2 separate regions of the Hordeum vulgare genome follow, and region 2 is linked to region 1. A link is a contact called in public Hi-C data. All regions are on one chromosome and are shown on one strand. The core of a region is the stretch at or near the end of the contact, and the rest is flanking DNA. Distances in the headings are between cores, read along the strand shown.

The links. Hi-C and Micro-C count contacts between places; a contact is called where the count stands out from the background.
Region 2: a Hi-C map of leaf shows a contact between it and region 1, with 4 times the contacts expected there. The contact joins the enhancer-like site here to the promoter of LOC123424815 in region 1. A contact is called at or near these places in 1 of 6 Hi-C or Micro-C datasets (leaf) and 1 of 1 datasets of contacts at active chromatin or transcription factors (embryo).

Annotation. Positions count from the first base shown.
Region 1 is chr2H:50,272,196-50,275,742 of MorexV3_pseudomolecules_assembly, reverse strand. LOC123424815 (sodium/hydrogen exchanger 2-like) reads left to right here and starts at 1,362. Exons shown (of 14, transcript XM_045108511.1): 1 at 1,362-1,939; 2 at 2,048-2,166; 3 at 2,732-2,829; 4 at 2,946-3,005; 5 at 3,091-3,137; 6 at 3,273-3,467. The coding sequence starts at 1,760.
Region 2 is chr2H:50,409,420-50,413,042 of MorexV3_pseudomolecules_assembly, reverse strand. No RefSeq gene overlaps it. Among protein-coding and RNA genes, the nearest start is that of LOC123424818, 32 kb to the left of the region's middle. Within about 2 kb of position 1,297, at least 2 of the 3 cell types and tissues checked have open chromatin away from gene starts, as enhancers often do. A contact at or near this core is called in leaf, where this site is marked.

The sequences.
Region 1 (3,547 bases), core at 113-2,612:
AATGGGGCGTCGGCATCGCTGTCGAGGGCTGGCCTGGAGCGTGGCCTCGAGCGCTACCGATCCGTGCGGGGAGACTCGCTGTGTGGCCCGTGCTCTCGGTAGAGGCGTGCGTGATAACGTGTTAGAGTAAAACGAGATTGAATGAAAGTGAATGAACGGTTAGTCTTTATTGATGATAGCAATAGGGTATTTATACCCGGGCGGAAGTACACATGTTGCTTGAGAGTCACGTAACTTGAAGTTACTTAAGGGCCAAGTTATTACATAGTTTCCTTGAGAGTCAAGGAAGTGCATGGTTGCTTGAGGACTAAGTAACCTATCTAAGAATTAACTTAATCTTAATCAGCTTAATTAATAAGCAACTAATCTATTCTTAACAGAATCAATATAAGGAAGAAACTAAGTTGTCGGGTGCATAATTTAAGTGGGGATGCGCACTCATCCATAAACCTGGTCTATCCTTTGCCTTTTTGCATTTTGTTGGTGGCACTACGGGCAATTCATGTGTACAACATCCACATGTTCTATTTTTTGGGTATTTATTTGTCATCTAAAAGATGCTAGCTTTGATGGATTTAGGTATGATCTACGAAGAGGAGGATTGTACCCTACACGAGGTAAATGAACTACACAAATGAAAAATGGGAGGGCGTTGGAGCTGCATTGTTAGTGCTGGACATGCTTGAGTTTAAAGGCATCCCAATCAGGCGAATAGACATGACCATATATCAACTGAAGGTAATCAATCCTAAATCTTGCATCTTATATCTTTAAGTATTCAGTGTTTGTATAAACGCATGTTAATAATGTGCACGTGTGGACAATTCATCATCTGCACAAAAACCTTCGTTATAATGACTATCCACTCAACGTCTCCTTTTCTTCTTTATAGTATTTCTCATCAAAGATTAAAAGTGTCGAACGGCCCACCCAAATTTTTAACCCGTTACAACGCACGGACATTTTTCTAGGAATCCATCTAAGAACGAAAAAAAATGCTGATTTTCGTAGTACGAGGAAATAATTAATGAGTTTGGGCTCTCGTGTAGGTATAGGAAAGGAATTCGAGCACAATATAATGAACCCCACTGGCCATGGTCCATGGATAACACCCGAAACCGGAACTGACCACCCTGTCACGACGGGAACACGGGTGGACGCCGGGGATCCACCTGGGCGCCCCAGATCGGCCCGAGGCCGCCGGACACGTCAGCTCAGCCACCCCCACCCCTATCCGCCGCTCCGCCCCCGAACCCCAACCACCGTCGCGCGCCCCTCGCCACCCACCACGCGTCCCCCCGCCGGCCCGCCAGCCCATCTCCTCCCCCTCCGGCGGCTTTAAATACCAGCCGGGCCAACCAAACCACCAACGGAACCTTCTCCAGATACCCCGCCCGCGCGAAAAGAATAGAGGAGAATCCCGACCTCCCCGCCCGCGCGGCTGCGCATCTGCCCCCCCTCCTTCTCCCTCCTCGCTCCCCACCCCGGGTTTCCCGTGCCATTCTTTCCCTCCCCACCCCGGCCCCGGGCACGAAGCAGCGGCGGAGACGGGGCCAGGAGGAGGAGGAGCTCGGCTGTTCTTCGTCTCCCCGTCGATTCGTCTCCGGATTAGCGCCGCCGGCCGTTCCCCGAGGGCTCCGTCCGGGTTGATTCGATCTGATTGAAAAAGCCCGCGTCTTTCCCCGAGGGCGCGCGCTCGCTCGCCGGAGCTAGCTGTGTCTCGTTCGGCCGGGCTCAAGGAAGAAGAGTAACGGGCGGGATGGCGTTCGAAGTGGTGGCGGCGCAGTTGGCGCGGCTGAGCGACGCGCTGGCCACCTCGGACCACGCCTCCGTGGTCTCCATCAACCTCTTCGTCGCGCTGCTCTGCGCCTGCATCGTCCTCGGCCACCTCCTCGAGGAGAACCGCTGGCTCAACGAGTCCATCACCGCCCTCATCATCGTAAGCCCTCTCATTAACGATTAATTAGCCTTCCAATTCCTGCTCCGGCGCCGGCCGCCGTCGCTAATGCTCGTTCCCCTTCTTCTTCCTGGCCGGGCGAACGAACAGGGGCTGTGCACCGGCGTGGTGATCCTGATGACCACCAAGGGGAAGAGCTCGCACGTGCTCGTCTTCAGCGAGGACCTCTTCTTCATATACCTCCTCCCTCCCATCATCTTCAACGCCGGGTAAGGGTACCAAGGATCCATTCCTCCGAGCTCACTGAACTTCTCCGTCGAATCTCGATCGATTCTCGCGTGTGTTTCGATCTTGTTTCTTCCCGGCCTAGCCCAGCTGTGCACCGTGGTATCGGAAATGGCTTGTGCATGTGGTGTGCCTTCTTTATTCAACGAATTTATGTTCTTTATTTATTATGGCAACCATGGATGTTCCTCCAGTCCCTCTGGCATACCTGGATCTACTGCTGGAGCTGTATATTATTTAATTTTTTTTGGATCCAGAAGCTGCTGATTGGCAATATTTGACTGTTGTTCCATCCTGGAACATTAATAAACAATCTGCAGTCCTTACCAGTGTTATTTTTCATAGGATTTGTCTTTTTACTGCGAGTAGGACCACCCATTTTGTTCATGGCATTTAATACTTGTCCTTACTGCTGGATGCCTGTAATCCTGCTCCATTAAGGAAACATCTGTCTCTAGAAGAATTTGCCCCATCATCAATAGGCTGAATTTTGGTTCAGCATTCGGATCTCTTCTGAATTTGAAGGTTCTCAAACCCATTTGTCACCAGTTTCCAGGTGAAGAAGAAGCAGTTCTTCCGGAATTTCATGACAATCACATTATTCGGCGCTGTCGGGACGATGATTTCATTCTTCACAATCTCTCTTGGTATGCTACTTTCACCCTCCACAAAAGTTGCTCGCTATTTTCGTCGTGAGTAGATAAATAGATGTTTGTTCTGCGGGTTATCTCGGACTTCTCTGACGTCGATTACTACGTTTCAGCTGCCATTGCGATATTCAGCAAGATGAACATTGGGACACTGGATGTATCAGATTTTCTCGGTAAGCCGACATTGCTTTTCCACATGATCCACACCTTGCAACTAACACACTAACCTCATCACTTTCTGATGCATCCCATATGCAGCAATTGGAGCCATCTTTTCCGCGACAGATTCTGTCTGCACTTTACAGGTTTGTTAATCGAAAGTTCTCATGATTCTGTCTTTTTTTCCTGAGGAATTGCTATGATTATTATCTGAATTAGTAGCTCATGTGTTATCATGACTGAATCCACTGCTTACCCATCCATATTTGTCCGGAAAATAGGTTCTCAATCAGGACGAGACGCCCTTTCTGTACAGTCTAGTTTTCGGGGAAGGTGTTGTGAACGATGCCACATCAGTCGTGCTTTTCAACGCGCTCCAGAACTTCGATCCTAACCAAATCGATGCAATCGTCATTCTGAAGTTCTTGGGAAACTTCTGCTACTTATTCGTGTCAAGCACCTTCCTTGGAGTATTTGTAAGTTTGTTCTAGAGTCTCACTTTTGCACTCCTTTGCTTAACTAAATGATCACTGGCCACATGGATTTAACATTCATT
Region 2 (3,623 bases), core at 48-2,547, 140 kb before region 1:
GATGATTTGTAGCATCCGCCATGTTTATTTCGAAAAATGTTACAGTTTACTCAAAAACGTCCTGAAAACATGTATTTTTTTTGAAAAAAATCTACATAATTTATTTTAAAAATGTCCAAAATGTATTAAAAAACTAGGGAATTTTTTTGAGGTAGTATTTTAGGGAGGTTTGAAATGCTAAAAACATGGATATTAAGAAATATATACATACTATATTTGAAAAATGTCCAAAGTTTATTAAAAAGTATTACACTTGTGCGCCAATAATGTACATTGTATATACTTAGAAGAAGTATATATGTGTAAAAAAATTAAAACCGGCAAAAAATAGAAAAAATACAAATAAAATCAAGAAAGAAACAAAACAAAACCAAATACATAACAAAGAAAGAAAAAGGTAAAAAAACAATCCAGAGACAACACAATGTATAACGAAGGAAAAAAGAAAACTGAAAGAAAATGACGAAAAATCAAAGAAGAGCTAAAGGAAAAGAGAGAAGAAAAGAAGAAAAAGAAACACAAAGCAAAGTGAGCGAACCTAGGGCTAGGCATGAGCGGCGAGAGCTACTGCACTAATGGACTGGCCCAACCCAGCGAATACAAGCTAATTACTTTTAAGGTTTTAGAGTATACTGGGATTGATAAACTCATACTGTCAATATGTAAGATTCAAAGTTTAAGATTTGATTTAGCTTTTGTCTACAAGTTTAAGTTTGTTTGGACTTTTGCCTTGCTAGATTGTACCGTGGCGCACCTGCGCATGTGCTCTGCTCGGCGAAGAGCTAACTGAGCATACTTAAAAAAAAATATAAATGAAACTCCATGGGCACTGGCGCCCATGGTTTTATTGATATAGAAGAAGCATCCCTCATGAGAAACCAGAAATTCGTCCCCGACGTGGATCGAACCCTGGTTGCTGGAGACGCCACTGCGCTCCCTTGCCACTAGGCTACAGCCTAGTTCTCAACTGAGCATACTTAGATTTGCGTCAATCAGTTACCAGTGCCCTGATGCCAAGGTTTGGATATTGTTTCTTGACCGGATCTCTTAGCCACGAAAATGCCAGGCTTTGTGCACCATGCTAACTGCTATCGTACGAAAACATTTCGCTGAAAAATCGTATTGTATCATGTGCCCATGCATGTCAACTGATCAACGAAGTCGGCCATCTACCCTAGAAAGCAGCCTAGCCCGTGTGGACACGGTGCATCCCCGCCTAGGCTAGGCTCCCACGTCGCGCATCCGCATGGCCACTGTGTGGCCACAGCACGGTGTACGCTTTACACGGAGATAGAAGCAGTGTATAGCCCGATGATCCTCAAGGTGATGGCACACGGAAAAGCAGGAAGTTGGCGGAGACGGTCCCTCTAGGCCTCTCCGCCTCACGCTGCTGCCGGGATATTCTTCTTCATTCTCAGTCCACCCACACTCCACTTGGGACCTCTTTCTTTCTCGACAACTCGTCCAGAGACGCTCGGTAATCAATGTTGTCCGGTGCCGGAGCTTCGCGGCCGGCAGGGCACTCGAGCTGCTTCTCCAGATACGCTCCGGCGACACGAGGCAACAGAGCTCCAAACGAATCATGAGTCCAGACAAATGATTAAGAATTCATGCACCGGCAATCAGGCGTAGAATATGATGGTAGGGTCTATTTCGGGTCCAACATACGTGAGTGACGGTGTAAGTAAGCCTTATCGTTAAAGGTCTTGACGGTAGGATGTGATATCCTGCCGTTAAAAACAATAACGATGGAAAAAATATCAAAACCGAAAAACTTTTATACATCAGGTTAAATCGTGTTAAACTAAGGGGCAAATAATCAAGATAGTGAAGTTGTTCACACCGTGTTGTATACGTGCGTCGACATCTATCCCACCCGAGACGATTCTCCTGCACTGTATGCGTGGCCAGTCACTGGCCACAGTGCCGACGCGTGTCCTACTGTTGCACGAACGCAAATGTATGCAGTTCGTGGATGGGACAGGACACTGTCACGGGAAGGGAACATTATGGAGTTGATTCCTCTAAATAAGAAGGAAAAAGTATAAAACAAACCTTCAATTTATAGATGAATGCTAAAACAAACCTTGAACTTACAATTCTTGAAATTAGCACAACAAACTTTCTTATCCCGGTATGTTTTGAACTTTGATAGGTTTTAGCTGGGATTCGCTGAACTGGACCAGCCCATTAATGCAGTCGCTCGCCCTGGTTTGGCTTTCATGATTCTTTTCTGGTTTTTCCTTCGTTATACTCTATCTTTTGCCGACTTTATCTGGTTCTTCTTTCTTTGTTATACTTTTGGTTTCTTTTGTTTCTTTCTTGACTTTCTTTATATATTTTTTACTTTTGTTTTGTTTCTTTATCAGTAACCGGATTTCTTTTTTACACATATCTAATTATTCTCAATACCATAGTAAAATTTTATCACAAATATATTTTAATACACTGTATTTACATTTTTTTGGGTACTTGTTTTCCAAAAAAGTTGAATACACGCTAATATTTTTCAAAAGACGCTTTACATTTCTTAATGAACATATTTTTTCATAAAACTATATGATTTTTTTACATTGTTAGACATTTTAAAATTGTCTAAACTTTTTCAAACACATGTCACGTATATTTTTTAAGGGTATGACACATTTTTTACATCATGCAATTTTTTTACATTGTATACACTTCTTTCTGAAAATGTCACAAGCACATTTATTTAAACTCGTGAACAGTCTTGAAATACCACGTACTTTTTTCTAAACTCATGATATATCTTAGATGTCACAAACATTTCTTTACACATTTGTTCCCATTATTAAAGTTTAGAAAAAGTGCTTGCACTTAGAAAAATTCTGGATTCAAAATAAATATATTCTAGAAAGCGTTTGCTTTTTTGAAATTGATTATTTTTCAAAACAATAGTTTTTTTTGAAGTATTCAGAATTTTTAAAAAGTTCTCACACTCCCTAAGATGTTCGGACATTCCGAAATAGTTTACATTTTTAATATTTGTTTGCCGAAAAAATAAATTCAAAGTTCGTTGCTTTAGTGTTTTCCAAAACACAAATAATTTACGAAATTGCAAAAACATTATTTCAAAAATGTGACACAATTTTGGAAAATCTGTATCATTTTTCGTAGCATGTGGAAAACTGTTGGAATTCTGAAGTTTTTTGACAAATGTGATTTTTTAGATATGACATACAGTTTAAAAAAATGTGAATAGAATTTCAAAATTCTAAACTTCAAAAAACAAAAACAAAAACGGAATTGAGTTTCTGCCAAAAAAAGAGAGAACATTTTTTTTAACTTACGAACAATTTTAGAAATGCGTCAATATTTTTAAACTTCATGAATTCTTGTTCTTGTAAAGTGGGCCGGCCTAAATTCTCGGTCCTAAGAGTAGTGCGTAATCCCGGCCGGGAATGTAGTATTTCCAATGTGGCAGATCTAAGGTCTAAAATAAACCGGAATTATAATTTGAATTGTAAATTTCCGGGATTCAAAGTTCAGGGTTTGGTTTAGCTTTCATCTACCATTTCAAGGTTTATTTTGGACTTTTTCCACATAAGAAGGTGTAAAGTTTGAGTGGTCACTGGATCTCCTTGTCACGCCGATACCGGGTA